Linked DNA regions of Mus musculus: all the other regions are linked to region 1. Evidence: chromatin contacts called from public Hi-C data. All regions are on one chromosome and are shown on one strand. Each heading gives the region's core, a stretch centred on a gene start, on an enhancer-like site or on the middle of the called end of the contact. The rest is flanking DNA. Distances are from core to core; before and after follow the strand shown.

The links. Hi-C and Micro-C count contacts between places; a contact is called where the count stands out from the background.
Region 2: a Hi-C map of cerebellar granule neurons shows a contact between it and region 1, with 4 times the contacts expected there. The contact joins two enhancer-like sites. A contact is called at or near these places in 1 of 15 datasets of contacts at CTCF or cohesin (pro-B cells) and 3 of 484 Hi-C or Micro-C datasets (cerebellar granule neurons and cerebellum).
Region 3: a contact with region 1 is called in a Hi-C map of cerebellum, with 3 times the contacts expected there. The contact joins two enhancer-like sites. A contact is called at or near these places in 2 of 15 datasets of contacts at CTCF or cohesin (large pre-B cells and pro-B cells), 18 of 484 Hi-C or Micro-C datasets (the HPC-5 cell line, the NIH/3T3 cell line, adipose-derived mesenchymal stem cells and 10 more) and 1 of 115 datasets of contacts at active chromatin or transcription factors (fibro-adipogenic progenitors).

The regions. Positions count from the first base shown.
Region 1 is chr4:66,767,118-66,771,651 of GRCm38.p6, forward strand. No RefSeq gene overlaps it. Among named protein-coding and RNA genes, the nearest start is that of Tlr4, 58 kb to the right of the region's middle. Within about 2 kb of position 1,799, at least 26 of the 459 cell types and tissues checked have an H3K27ac peak or open chromatin away from gene starts, as enhancers often do. A contact at or near this core is called in cerebellar granule neurons and cerebellum, where this site is marked.
Region 2 is chr4:67,587,708-67,592,241 of GRCm38.p6, forward strand. No RefSeq gene overlaps it. Among named protein-coding and RNA genes, the nearest start is that of Gm23738, 590 kb to the right of the region's middle. Within about 2 kb of position 2,519, at least 9 of the 459 cell types and tissues checked have an H3K27ac peak or open chromatin away from gene starts, as enhancers often do. A contact at or near this core is called in cerebellar granule neurons and cerebellum, where this site is marked.
Region 3 is chr4:67,475,309-67,479,842 of GRCm38.p6, forward strand. No RefSeq gene overlaps it. Among named protein-coding and RNA genes, the nearest start is that of Tlr4, 650 kb to the left of the region's middle. Within about 2 kb of position 2,298, at least 3 of the 459 cell types and tissues checked have an H3K27ac peak or open chromatin away from gene starts, as enhancers often do. A contact at or near this core is called in cerebellar granule neurons and cerebellum, where this site is marked.

The DNA of each region.
Region 1 (4,534 bases), core at 549-3,048:
CCAGCCTTGTGTTGACTAACTCTAAAGACTTTGTGGTGACTGTTTCACTTGAGACTCTGAACATCACTGTGGCAAGCAAAGCCTTCCAGCTTCTGCTTGACTGTACACTTCTAGTGTAATAATAATTCAAATGGCTCCATTGGGAGTAGATACATCCTAGCATATTGTAGAAGGTCTAGAGCTACTAAGGGTATAAGATATTACCAGTGGTTACTGTAATGAATGACTTACTGCACACATACAGCATGTTTCAACCATTATTGTACATAGAAAGTGGCCTTCCAGGACATGGACTTTTTCATTGTGTGCATCTGTGAAAAATGTGAAAATTATAACAGGGTTAAACTAGTCTCTGTTATAATGAACTATATAATAGGAAGTGACCAACCATAAGGGCATTCTGCTTAGGCTTTCACATCTTGCCACTGTGGCAAGATGAATTTTCAGATGCTGAGATTATAGTTTGTGAGAGACTTCTGAAGCCAGGCTAGGGGGTCTACTGCTGACAATCCATTATGCCTTGCTTACTGTTCATGCCTGATTTGAAATGTTTTCACTATATTGTCTTTTGTCCCTTCCAAATGCTACCATTTTGTTTATTTAAATATGTCTTCTCTTGGCTAATGTAACATCCTCCATTGGGAATTCTGTCTTAAAAGGTGACCCACAGCCTAGGTAACGTCACCAGCCCCTGATTTACATGTTTAAACAAATTATAGCATGTTTACCTGAGAGAAACCAAAATGTGATTCATAATTTGACTCCTGGGTATTTTCAATGCACATGTATTCTCTGACCATACTACTTTCTTAATAAAACATGCTTTGTTTACACTTCGTATCATGATGGACTTGCATACTTACTGAGTGCATATTCACGTTACGCATCTTAGTGTAAATGGGAATGATTGCAACGCTGATCTATCTTACTACTCAGGACCTCCAGAGTCACTAGCATAACAAGTCATAATAATACTAACTAGAATTCTCTGAAGAATTGAAAAGATGGAATGAGTGTATATTACAGAAATGATCTCTTTGAGTAGGTTATACTGTCTGGGCTATATGGTCTTAACAATGGCTGTTTGTGTGTCAGAGAGGCTAAGAACTCAGTAGCTACTCAGTCTATAAGCAGAATGAATCTGGTGATGTAGGGTTGGAGGATTCTTAGAGAGACGCTGTTTTTCAGCACATGTTGGGGGCTAATCAGACCTTAGATGCAATACAATATTCTCTTTATTCAACTAGGTAAAACCCAAAAGTGACTGTGTTTTACTCCAGGACACATAGTTCGGATTGGTAAAGCTATAGTTCTGATATAGATATGAAACATGGGAGACCCGGGAAGAGGTTACTCAGGCAGGAAAATCAGACTTGGTAAGGAAATAGTGAATATTTTTTTGTGCTTTTGCTGTCTTCAAAATACATTTTAAAAACTCACTGCTACTTAGAAGTACCATATGTTAGTCTAGGAGCATTATTTCCACATATTTTATAATTTCAGTAGGTGCTACAAGTGAAATAAATAAAATGAAAGGGATTTGGAAGTCAGAAAGGTTAACTGCATCTGGGTAAAGGACATGATTCTTCATCAGTATCTTTCTTAAAATAGAAGATAGAAGCATTCTACAAAAGGGTGCTATAAGGATTAAATATGTGATAAAAGCCCCTAAATATATTTGTCCTCCGTGCCATCACTAGGAACAGGGAAGATGCCATCCGTGATCTGTCAAGTCCTGTTCTCTCTTGTCAGTTTAAGCTTCAGTTTTCCTGAACGCTTAAGTGGGGTGCAGTGCCAGTTCTTCCCACATGATGGAGATGCAGGGCCACAAAAAGGGTTGAGAAGAATGTATTTATGAAGCATGCTTTAGGCGAACCAGAAAGTAAAGATTCTCCAGACCACAGGCCATAGTTACTTGAGGGGCCACAAGCAGATAACCTTAGATCAAACACAGGTGCTGTCATTCTGTAGCTCTGCTTGACTCAAAATTCTTCTCAAGGTGTAGCTGATGAAGCAATGAACATTCTAAATTATACTTACTTTAAACATGTAAGAGGATGTTTATGTTTCTGTCCTCCTGTGTCCCTGTTTTCTTTCTGTCTGGATTATGTCTATGCTTAAGAAACAGTTGCTTGAAGCTTGTTATCCAATGTGTTAGTTGGAGGGATAAATGTTTGGGTGCTGTTGTGTGCACCTGTAAGAAAAGGTGAAGAGTGGGAAGGGACACCAGTCCAATGCCCAGCCATACATGCCACCTCCTCAGTGTTCTGCTCAACTGTAAAATTTTTGAGGAGCCTTTGTGTCTGGGCAAACGAGAGATTGTATATGTATGCATTATGTGTGTAGTTATGCTAAACGTGTTATTTTATGTGCAGTAATGTGTGCATTGAGTATGTGCATGTGAGACTGGGTGTGCATAGTTGCATCTTGCCTATGATCATATGTCATTAAGCGGGCCTGGATGTCTGTATAGATTAAGCACATATAGAATTACTGTGTGCATGTGTGTTTGGATTATGCTCATGTGTGATTCTGACTCATGCTTCTGTGTGTTCTGTATGTATGAGCATGATTATACACATACACATATTTGATCATGTGTACATGAGTATTATGCACATTGGGTCAGCTCCTGTGATGCTGTATACATGTATGTGTCTCACTGTCCAGTTCCCATCCTCTTGCAAGAGATCACCTCAGTTTCTATCATAGTTCTATTGCTCCAAAACACAAACTATGTGGAACAGAAAGAGGTTAGGCTGAGAAATGATAAGTCTTCCAAGAAGAGAAAGAACGAGTGCAGGAGAATCCTTGCTTTGAGTGTGCCTGTGGTATGTGCATGAGGTGTTAAAAATACTATGGGAAGCAGTCCTAGAGGGGAGTGATGCTGATTAGATAGCCATCCTTCATCAGGAAATTTCTAAGCAAGAATCTACGTTCCATATCTGGAGAGGAAAACATAAGGTCCATGACCAGAAGATGGTGGTGCTGAAGAAGAGATGGTGTGTGTGTGTGTGTGTGTATGTGTGTGTGTGTGTGTGTGTGTGTGTGTGTGTGTGTGCATTTTTTTTTGTTTCTATGCGCATTCACGTAAGCATAAATTGTGCCCGTTTTCCATTTTATTTTACAAAGACAGAACTCAAATTTTAAGTCACAATTGATTTCCAGAAATCATTATTTCTAAACACTCCCAGTCAAATTCCCCATTCCTTTATATCTTTAGTATTTGGATGAAATTACTTTGTGTTCTTAATCTTACATGATGACAGAAAGGACTGTTCAAATGTTCCACTGGCTTAGACATTCCAGGCATGGGTTGTCTCTTTCTACTCTCTCCCCTTAGCTACCTGTGGCCTTATCCCTTCTTTCATGCCATATATTGTCCCCCAGTATAGGGAGACAAGGTAGTAATCTCTATTTGATTTTTTCTATTTCTTACTTATGATGCGACTAAGAAACATTTTCCCACATATTCATATTTGTAAAGACTATTTTCAAAGACATGCATGCTGGAGAGACTGTGTGGGTGGGATTTGAGGGAGAATGTGTTATGATTTTTTTGTTACCATAATTATTTACTAACCTTTTATTCAAGGACTGTGATGGAAGATCGACAAAACAACTCCCATCCTCTAATCAATTATTGCTGGAAGACAATAAATATCTATTCAGTGTTTCCTTTGTGTTCTCGGAGAGAAGGATATATTGATTGCCTTTAAAGTTGGGGCCTCTCCAAAGACACCAGGTAGGCAGTCACAACTGGTTTTGCTAATCCAATAATCTTTGTGAGCCTAGTTTACATGAAGACAACAGCAATAAGAATAAAAATAGTAATTTACTTTGGTACTAGCTGTTAAGCTTTATAAAACAATGACATCTATCTGCATTACAAAATTGAATTCTTGCGGCACCCCTACAAGGTAGTTATAAACTTAATGTATTTTATTGATGAAGAAACTAAAGCTGAGAATCCTGGTTTGGAATTAATATTTGGCCTTTCATTTTCTTTCAGATCAAAGGAGAGTTAAATACTTCTTTAGATATGAACACTGAATTTAAGTAAGATGGAACCAGGTCAATCAGGCACAAAGTTGATAAAGAGTTCATAGTCCCTTTGGAAAGACATCTGCTGCAAGCTCCAATTTCACTCATTCGATGAAATTCTTGGTCACATAGGCTTCTCTAAACCTTAGTTTGTCTATCCTGAAAGTAGGGATAGTGGCATGTTGACCTTGAGAATGTTAAAGGAGATGACTCATATAAAGTGTACAGTGTGTGTTCAATATTTACCCATTCTTAACATGGAAGGTAATATGCACGAGAACCATACATTCCTAGGCACCCTTTAAGCCATTAGCAGATACCAGAGGGAGAAAAATATTGTGGCTTATCCATTTCAGCACACAAAATTACCATACAATATAGCTACTTCTAACAGTAAGGGAGGAGGTGTCAGCTAAGCCAATATGATAGGGGAACCATAAGCATAAAGACTTCAGTTGAATCCTCAAAACACCCAAGAGAAATTGGGTGG
Region 2 (4,534 bases), core at 1,269-3,768, 820 kb after region 1:
AGCTTCCAAATCACTCTTTTCAAAAAAATATTCACATAACATTTTTAAATTATTGAAGTAAAACCATGCTCTTCTATTAAAGTGTTATGTAAAATCCAAAGCAGAGATTTTGGGAACCAAGTTTTTCTTCACTCATTGATTTCTGTGCCACCATATGCTCCCACCATTAAGCCCTGACTTACCATAGACTCAAAAGCAACAGGGCCACTTGATCATGAAATAGAATACACAGAATTATGTAGCACGGCGAACAGTTCCATTTATAACTGCAGATAACTGATATAGTCTGGAATGTTCAGTAGCATTTCTCCCCCACCCCTAGATGGGAAAATAAGAAGATCTTCTGATGTTATGAAGTCCACTGTGCACTAAAAGTCGTGAAACTTCTAAATTCTAATTATCTCTCTAATATTCAGATAGAAAGTATGTTGCTCTCTACTGTGCTTCTTTCTTTCCCAGTTAAAAGCAGGATGTCTGTCTGGTCATGCTAAGCTGGACTTTTCTGGGAAACAGCTCATGATGGCAGTGACATGAGAGCCAGTAACGTGGGATCTTCTCAGGATGAAACAGGTTCAGGTCTGTTGTTTGGTGGGTTGATGAAATTGCAAGCTCCTAAGAACCCGTTTTCCTCCATCATCTCATCTGTTTTAAGAAGTAATATGTAAAATGAAGAAATTAGTGAGATAGGCCTCATAAAGATGCATAAAGATTTGTAAAAACACAATGTCAAAGTATAATAGTAAAAGCAATACATGCTCTTCCTTTAGGGAATACCTCCTTTTGTTAGGTTTATTTGGTTTGTGTTTGTTTGTTTGTTTGTTTGTTTGTTTGTTTGTTTTGTCTTTTTTCCTTTAACCTGTTACAACTTTTTCTTCTCAACCGAAGTTAATGAGATTACAAAATAAACCAATTTAAAAAAAAAAGTTAAATCTAAGCCTTTTACTACCAAATCCGTAATTTGTGGATTATAGAACTAAATAGATGCTCAGGAAACATTTGGTGAGTTAACAAATTGATTAATAGCAAAGCAAAGTTTAAAGATCATTGTCAGAAGCGTTAAGCCTTCTACATTTCTGGTGATATGTAAGTGACTCTGCATTTGTGGGAAGGGAGGGAAATACTATGCAGTCACTGAGTATGATGAGATAAAGTGTATGTATCAGTATATTTTAAATGCCACTAGTAATGTAAGGGTTTAGAGAGCTGGATCTCTAGTAAGGACTAATTGTTTCTTTCAGCAAGGACTGGAATTTGTTTCCAGTACCCACCGTGTGTCCTACATCCTAATGTAATTCTAGTTCAGAGGATCTTACACCCTCTTCTTACCTCCAGAGACAGCAAGCACCCATGTGATATGTATATAAACATTCAGACAAGACTTTCTTGCAGACAAAATAATAAATAAACACTTAAAAACACAAAGTAATTTGAACTTGCAAGTCGATTTTGATGTTATTATCTTTACCTTAATGCAGTGCACATCTTAAGGATAACAGTTTGCCAGCTGAAAAATCATTACACTGTCAGACAGCAAGGACAGATGTCTGAAGGATGGTGTTCTTCTCTGGGTGCAGTGAGCTTATCTGAGTTTTCAGAAAAGAAAACTGAGGACAACAATCAAGAGGAAAAAAATTCTGCATATAGAAAGCCAAGCTGATTTTCTAAAGTAAGAAGTTTCAGGCTTCAGCAATTTACCATGCAGCACAGAAAATGTATAGGTAAAGGAGGACTGACGAGTAATTACATGCTTGTTTGTTTGCATGTTTATAACAAGATCCGTAAGTCTCATCCCTATCACCAGACACAAGACATGCAATCTATTTTAATCTGACTTTATTTCCCATCTTTTAAAAACTATTTATTTTCTTTATCACAGATGGGAAAAATACCATATCCTTCAAAGATCACTGTGAACATTACATGAGATACATGCTTAAAACCATTTGGCACAGTTCCCCCTGCACCATAAGCACAGACTCTAAGAAGCTGCTATTGTCAATGTGATTACACTTGAGTTTATATTCCAAGGGGTGAAGCCACATAAACTTGGGGCGTAAAGAAGCCATAAAACACAGTATTAGAATTAGCTCTGTTTCTGAAAAAAAAAAAACTGAAGAACAAAATGTAGATGTAAAGGGAAGTAAGAATTGCATGGATGAGGTTATAGCACATAGCTCTAAGGATTTAAGGCTTTAATGACCAGAGTGCAAAAATAGAGATGTTTTCTTTCCTTATTTTATTTTTGCTTGCCTGTCACTCAGAGGGGCTTATGTGGATTTTTTTCAATCCCTGTAAATCAATTCATAGAGGTGACCTGGCCCAAATTCTCTATCTGAGGAGGAAACATTGCTTGTGGCATGATTTATTCCCTAGCCAATCTTCCCCCATTTCCCTGCCAAAATGAGGGCCCTTTTCATGGTGTGATGGAAAGAGAATGCCACGTTTAATTAGAGAGAATGAGCAGAGAGGAAGAGAAAAGGCAGTGAGCATGCCACTGTGCTGGCAGAAGTCTCCCAGGAACAGAAGGCGATGCGTTGTGACAGATGCCTTTGTTATGTTGTTTGTTAAACACGGTGTGGCTGCATTTCACAACATTTCTGAATCTGCCCCTGCATTCCTGGACATTTTGACAGTAGTGAGTAGAAACTATGGGGACTTAGGACAACAAGTTAAGGATGGAAATCAAGGAAGTCACAATAATATTGATGTAGTGTGATTAGTATTTGAAGTCATCGTCACCTAAGTTTATCACCCTCACAGAATCACTGGTAGCATTAGGTTCTGTGTGTCGCAACTTCCAAGGTGTAAACACTGTGCCATTTTACATACAAATCAGATGAATATGTGAGTATCCAATATGTTCCTAACTATGTTATGAATGTGTATCTGGGTAGATATCATATACATCACTATCCAATCTCTGGAGGGATTTACAATCCAATGGAGGCAGGAAAGCATACACAACCTATGTAAGTACATTTAATTATGTATTTGGCAAAGATATTAAGATACAATGCGGTTCAAAGCTATCCAAAATTAGTTTTCAAGTTTGAAGTAAAAAGCCCAATGACAAAATGAGAAGATGGCTGTCTGACCACAGCAAATTATCTGATGGAAGAGAGTATTGTATAGAAGACAAGACAATGAACAGGTAAAAGAGAGATTTGTTTATGAATGTAGGGATCCACAAATAGGAGGGAGAGTGAGAGAAGGGAATCCAGAAAAGATAAAAGGACATTAGGCAAAATCAGATGAGAAAGATTGTGAACCTTCAGGTTTAATTTGAAATATTACTGAAATTTCCCAATGAAATTCTTAAGCAAGAGGTATTATAAAATTGTGACAACTAAATTAATTTCTCATATGCCCGTGTCAACCTTAATCTAGGCGATCATACTGCATTCAGCACTTACTAGAGAACATGGGAAACTAAATGTGAGCTTGCTTTATTTATTTATTTATTTATTTATTTATTTATTTATTTATTTATTTTGGAACCAGATAAAAAAATTCAAGGAGGTCTACTCTGATGTATCTGACAGAAGAAAGTTTGGAGACCCATTCTATATTTTATTATCCTGAAACTGAAAACTTACTAAGGGCCTAACTTCAGAGGCCTTGAGCACTAAGGGAGGAGACTGGGCACCAATACCATGTGAGTGATCTTGCTTTCACTGCCTATTATACAAGAAGTGAGGGCTAAAGAGAAAGTAGCAGTACCACATCTCGGCTATAAGCACAGAGTAGATGGACGCTGGCAGTGGCCTCAACAATACAAAGTTATTTTCTACTGAGAGTTTAAATGCCAGACATGGACAATGCTTTCTTTTCTATGACCCTTGAGACTGCTATCATCAAAGTCAACCCACATGGCCAAAACAGAGATCTATGAACTAAAACAAGAATATGGATTTTTTTTCAAGAATTTCTTGAAAAATTCACAGGTGGAAAAAGGTATTCACATACAAATTTCTAAAGCACATCACTTTACAGACTTAACAGAAACAATATCAGGCATAACAAATTATATTCTTAAAAACTTCATTCTGAAAATAAATGCATAAAACAAGCATTAGAAACAATTATTGTACACTTGTATTATAATTAAAGTGACTTCAAGAATATTTTCTACCTACTTACATGCAATGACTTTATGAAGATCTCTCACCTCTGAAAAGAAATAAACAGATTAATAAATAGACAAAGATAAATGGTGTCCCATTGGAGGAGTTACAGAGACAAAGTTTGGAGCTGAGATGAAAGGATGGACCATGTAGAGACTGCCATATCCAGGGATCCACCCCATAATCAGCATCTAAACGCTGACACCATTGCATACACTAGCAAGATTTTATCGAAAGGACCCAGATGTAGCTGTCTCTTGTGAGACTATGCTGGGGCCTAGCAAACACAGAAGTGGATGCTCACAGTCAGCTAATGGATGGATCACAGGGCTCCCAATGGAGGAGCTAGAGAAAGTACCCAAGGAGCTAAAGGGATCTGCAACCCTATAGGGGGAACAACATTATGAACT
Region 3 (4,534 bases), core at 1,048-3,547, 710 kb after region 1:
CAAGTAATGGTTTCTTCTTCTCTTTTGTGAGTGTAACTTTTTAACAATAATTTGTGGCTATTATGAATACTATTGCTAATTCTAATAGAAATGATGACATTGAAAACTGCTACTGCTAATAGCAGTCCTGAGAGTATTCTTATACCTCTCTGTCACTATTCACATCTGCATTGTGGATGCAAAATCGACAACAGAATTGCAGTTTTATAGGGACAGTTGCTTATGAAGAGTTCCAGAAAGCAATGCTGAAGTGTCTCTGGTAATCTACAGTGTATCAGTAGTGATGGATACTGTACCGGATCTTCATAATGGATGATGTACATAGGTGTGCATGTATCAATATGTCATGTGTTTTGCATCAGTTTAATAAGGGATGATCTCAAAAATGGTTTTATTTGTATTAATTTTTGTGAGTGTTCCCTACCTTCCTTGATTTTAATCTCCTTCTGCCCATTGTTTCTGCTGGCCTTTCTGGTTTTGGCATTGTTCTACAGTGGTTTTGACTCATGCTTGAAGTGAATGCCTTATTTTGAATGTCTTCTTAAACCCTAGGATTCATCCTTTTCTACAGTGCCAATGTCTTTCATTGCCCTGTCTCAATTTCAGCATAGATAAATTTGCTTAATTTAATTTTCATTACATTTTGAGCACTCAGTGTTCAGGTTAAAGAGTTTCATTGAATGAGATTAAAAATACATTCTATAGAGTCTTTTTAAGTATTGGATTTACAATCCATCTTAAATTTTGTGTGATGTCATATAACAGTACTTGTTTTCATGTGGTTGTCCAGTGTGCTCATCTACCACTGTTCATGTAAATGGCTCTCTTTTATCATCCAAACTTTGGTTTCATCTCTTCCTTAACTGAACTGACAACACATTTAGTCTGATATCCTCCTGTATTGACTCCAGGCTAGCAGGGATAAAGTCTCTACTGATTCTATGCTTTGCCCTAAGTCCACTACTGGAACAGTATCAGAATCAATATTTCTGTATTCTCGACCATATTCCAAATGAAATAGTGAATAATAAATAACTGATGGTTAAATATGGTTATTAGTTTAAGCATATTATGCCTATGAAGTAAAAAGGAAAAAGCAAAGAACAATGAGTGGTGTGGTAGAGAATTAAAGTGTTTGGGGTCTAAGAAGATAGGAAATCACTATTCAAATAGGTCTTAAGGAATGTTGCACTTTCTCCAGGACATGTATCTTCTCCACACATTCATGGAGGCATCAGTTGTCCTGGCTGACTGTTAGAAAAGACTTGGAAAGTATCAAATTATCTGGCTTGTAGTTTCCTGATGGTTAGAGGTTTTTTGCTTTTCCTTTGTCTTTTTCTCTCTCTTGTGACTGTGCAATGAAAAAAAAAAAAAACTATTGAGTAAAAATGTAACAGTTTGCTTTTTTAGATTGTTGGAAAACACATTGGATGCCTCAAAATGAAAAAAAAGGCATTCTGTCATTGTGTTCCACAAGTCTCACATAAGAGCAGAAAACCTCGAACTTATCCATATTCACTTGTGAAACTTAAGTATGTTCAGTTTTTTGCAACCGTCCCAGCCCATCACTTCCTATCATGGTACCGACCTCTTTTCTAACTAACACCTCCGTGAGACCTAAGTGCCTGATTAGTATGGAAACTCTAAAGGAAATAGAACAACTCTTAAGGAAAAGAACAATTTCCCTGGTTATTCCCTCATGGTGAAAAGCAGAGAGGGTTGGAACTTGGCATCTGAAAACTGTGAAATCCTAGGATTCAGGTTGTGCTCACTGAAGGGATGGACTTGTGGGTCTCGTGCGCTGTATTTCCCAGATTGTCGATAAGAATTCCTGCAGAACACGGGTGTGGCATTAGGAACAGATCAGTTTGGAAACTGCTGTGTTTTCCTTGTCATTTGCTCTCTGTGACCCTTTGCCATGTCCTCTGCTCTTCAGTTTTGCATCCATTGAATGACCTTCCCACTGAGGATTAATTTGTGGATGGGAAGTGCTATTCCACATGCAAATTGTAGAGCTCATTTGAATTAAAATGAATTAATGTGTTCAAGATTCTTTGAGCCAATAGCAGCCTCCTGTCCACTAAATTGTGTCATTACTATCAAGGCTAGTCACTTCGTGCTTAGCCTTGATGAGGAGCTTGGGGAGGGGACCTGGTACCTAAATCCCTGGGAATAGCAATTCAATCAGATTAACAGCTTTCTTTTAAGCAAGATGCTTCAGTGCTAGCCTTCCTCAGCTTTGGTGCTGACGCTGCGTGCCTTTTCTCTAGTGCCACTAGATGGCGATAAAATTCCTTATTGTCCTCTACCTCTTGCCCAGCACCAATCCTCCAGCTTCCACCGTTACTGCTTCTGAGTCTAAGCAGGCTCCACTAGGGTTAGAAGGGGCTCCTTTCTTGAGAAAAAAAATCCTGGGCCCCCAGGGGTGCTTGAGACAGAAAATGCCTCATGGCCTTGGTGACCGTGGAACTTTCTCTTCTTTGGCCTTGTCTTACTTTACTACCACATGGTTTATCCATTTCCTCATCTATAAAGACAGGTTACATACATACATACATACATACATACATACATACGTACGTACGTACATGCGTACATACGTACATACGTACATACGTACATACGTACATACGTACATACCTACATACGTACATATGTACATACATACATACATACGTACGTACGTACATATGTATATACATGCATGCATACATACATACATACATACATACATACATACATACATACATACATACAGTACAGACAATAGCTTATGGGAGTTTTCACATCATTGGAAAACCCTATTTCTAATACTAAAATCACACATCACTTCTATTTGTAAACATGATGTATGCCAAGCTGTTCCAGATGAAGACATTATCAATCTGCCTTCAACCTGCCTTTTCCCATCTCTAAACACCAGGGGAGAATCCTTCCATATCGTCCCTGCTTCCTTTCCAGGTGGCCCGGGTACACATTCCCAGGACTCTCTCCCCATGGGATCTGTAGTCATTGGTTAGGGGAGGCTACTCTCTCCTCCAAGATTTTTTTTCAAACAGCTTATCCAAGCCAGCTCTTCTTCCCATTAAAAAACAGAGGGTACTTTTGGGTTGTTTGTTTGTTTTTGGTTTTTTGGTTGTTTGTTTGTTTTTAATTCAAAGACCCCAAGATGACAGAGACTTAGAAACTTTTCATTTCTTTAGTCCAGTAGATTGTCAGCTCTACCATGGCAATCTCCTGTAAGATTTTAAAACGCAGATTGCTGGATGTCTGTCACCCAGGGTTTGTGAAGCAGGAAGTCTAGAAGTAGCCTGAGAATTTGCCTTTTAGCAGGTTCACTGCTGACACCAAGGCTTCTCTTCCTTCTTCACAGGACTAAAGGGAAGGTCCCAACCTGATGTTTCACAAGTGCAGAACCCGAGGTCCACTGAAGAGAAATGATTGCTCAAGGTCACAAAGTAAACTGAAATTAGCAAGGACGGGGATACCAGAGTCTTTTAAGCACAGCTCTGTAAGTCCTCATTCGAATCAGTGCTTCTTAGGAAATTTCTTTTCTTCCCTTTATGGAGAAAGGATTTGCTGAGCAAATTTACAGACAAAATCAGATGGTAGGTGAATTGTTTAATCTGTAATCACTTAAAATAGACTTCTATTATTTTTTTTTTTTTAGTTTAAATTAAAGCATGAACTATGAGGGACCTGGTTCTAAGTGCAGAGGCTGACCTTTCAATACAGCCACCATGGTGCAGCCCTTTGTAGCTGCCTTTGCACCTGGGCAAGATTCCAGGAAAACTTGCTCTCTTGATTTCCCCCCAATAATTAATGCCAACATTTTCTCTCTCACACTTCAATACTATGCCAGAATGCTTCCATGTAATAACTTGAACATTTTAGATTTTCTAAAATGCCCAAATGGAAATGGACAAATTTGAGATGTACTTAACAAGGACTTTAGTAATATATTGTTCCAGAATTGTGGCGCTCTCAGCAATTGTGGTAAGTAGCTTGATTACAGAGATGAATGTGTCTATGTGATAATTATAATAATAATAGTTATAACTATGAATTTGTTTTCATCAATACCTTCTGTTTGGCTCCACTGGCTTTCAAGTGGTTTTTGGTAATAATTTTCATTTTTTTGTACTCTATTGAAAAATAAATACCAGTTAATAAAGCCTATCAGAAAGATAATGAGAATATTTGAGATTAAAGCCAAATTTAACTCATATTATTTGAATTGTAAGTCATAAAATATATCCATCAAAAATCCTCATTCCTTCTACTTCAAACTGTGATTGCACATGGAGAAAAAAGATTTAAGAGGTAAAATTGAAGTCTAGTAGGTCTTCATTTGTGTGAATGATAATCTTACAAAAGGAGATGATTAGAAGATAGTCAGAAAGTGAAAGCCATGCATTAATAAGAATATATGAAAACATAGTTGTGGACAAATGAGGCAGAGACTCATTGGAAGAAATCTCATTTGTTGAACTCACAGTCTTGAACTTGTAGCTTTCAAATATATGAAAAAAAA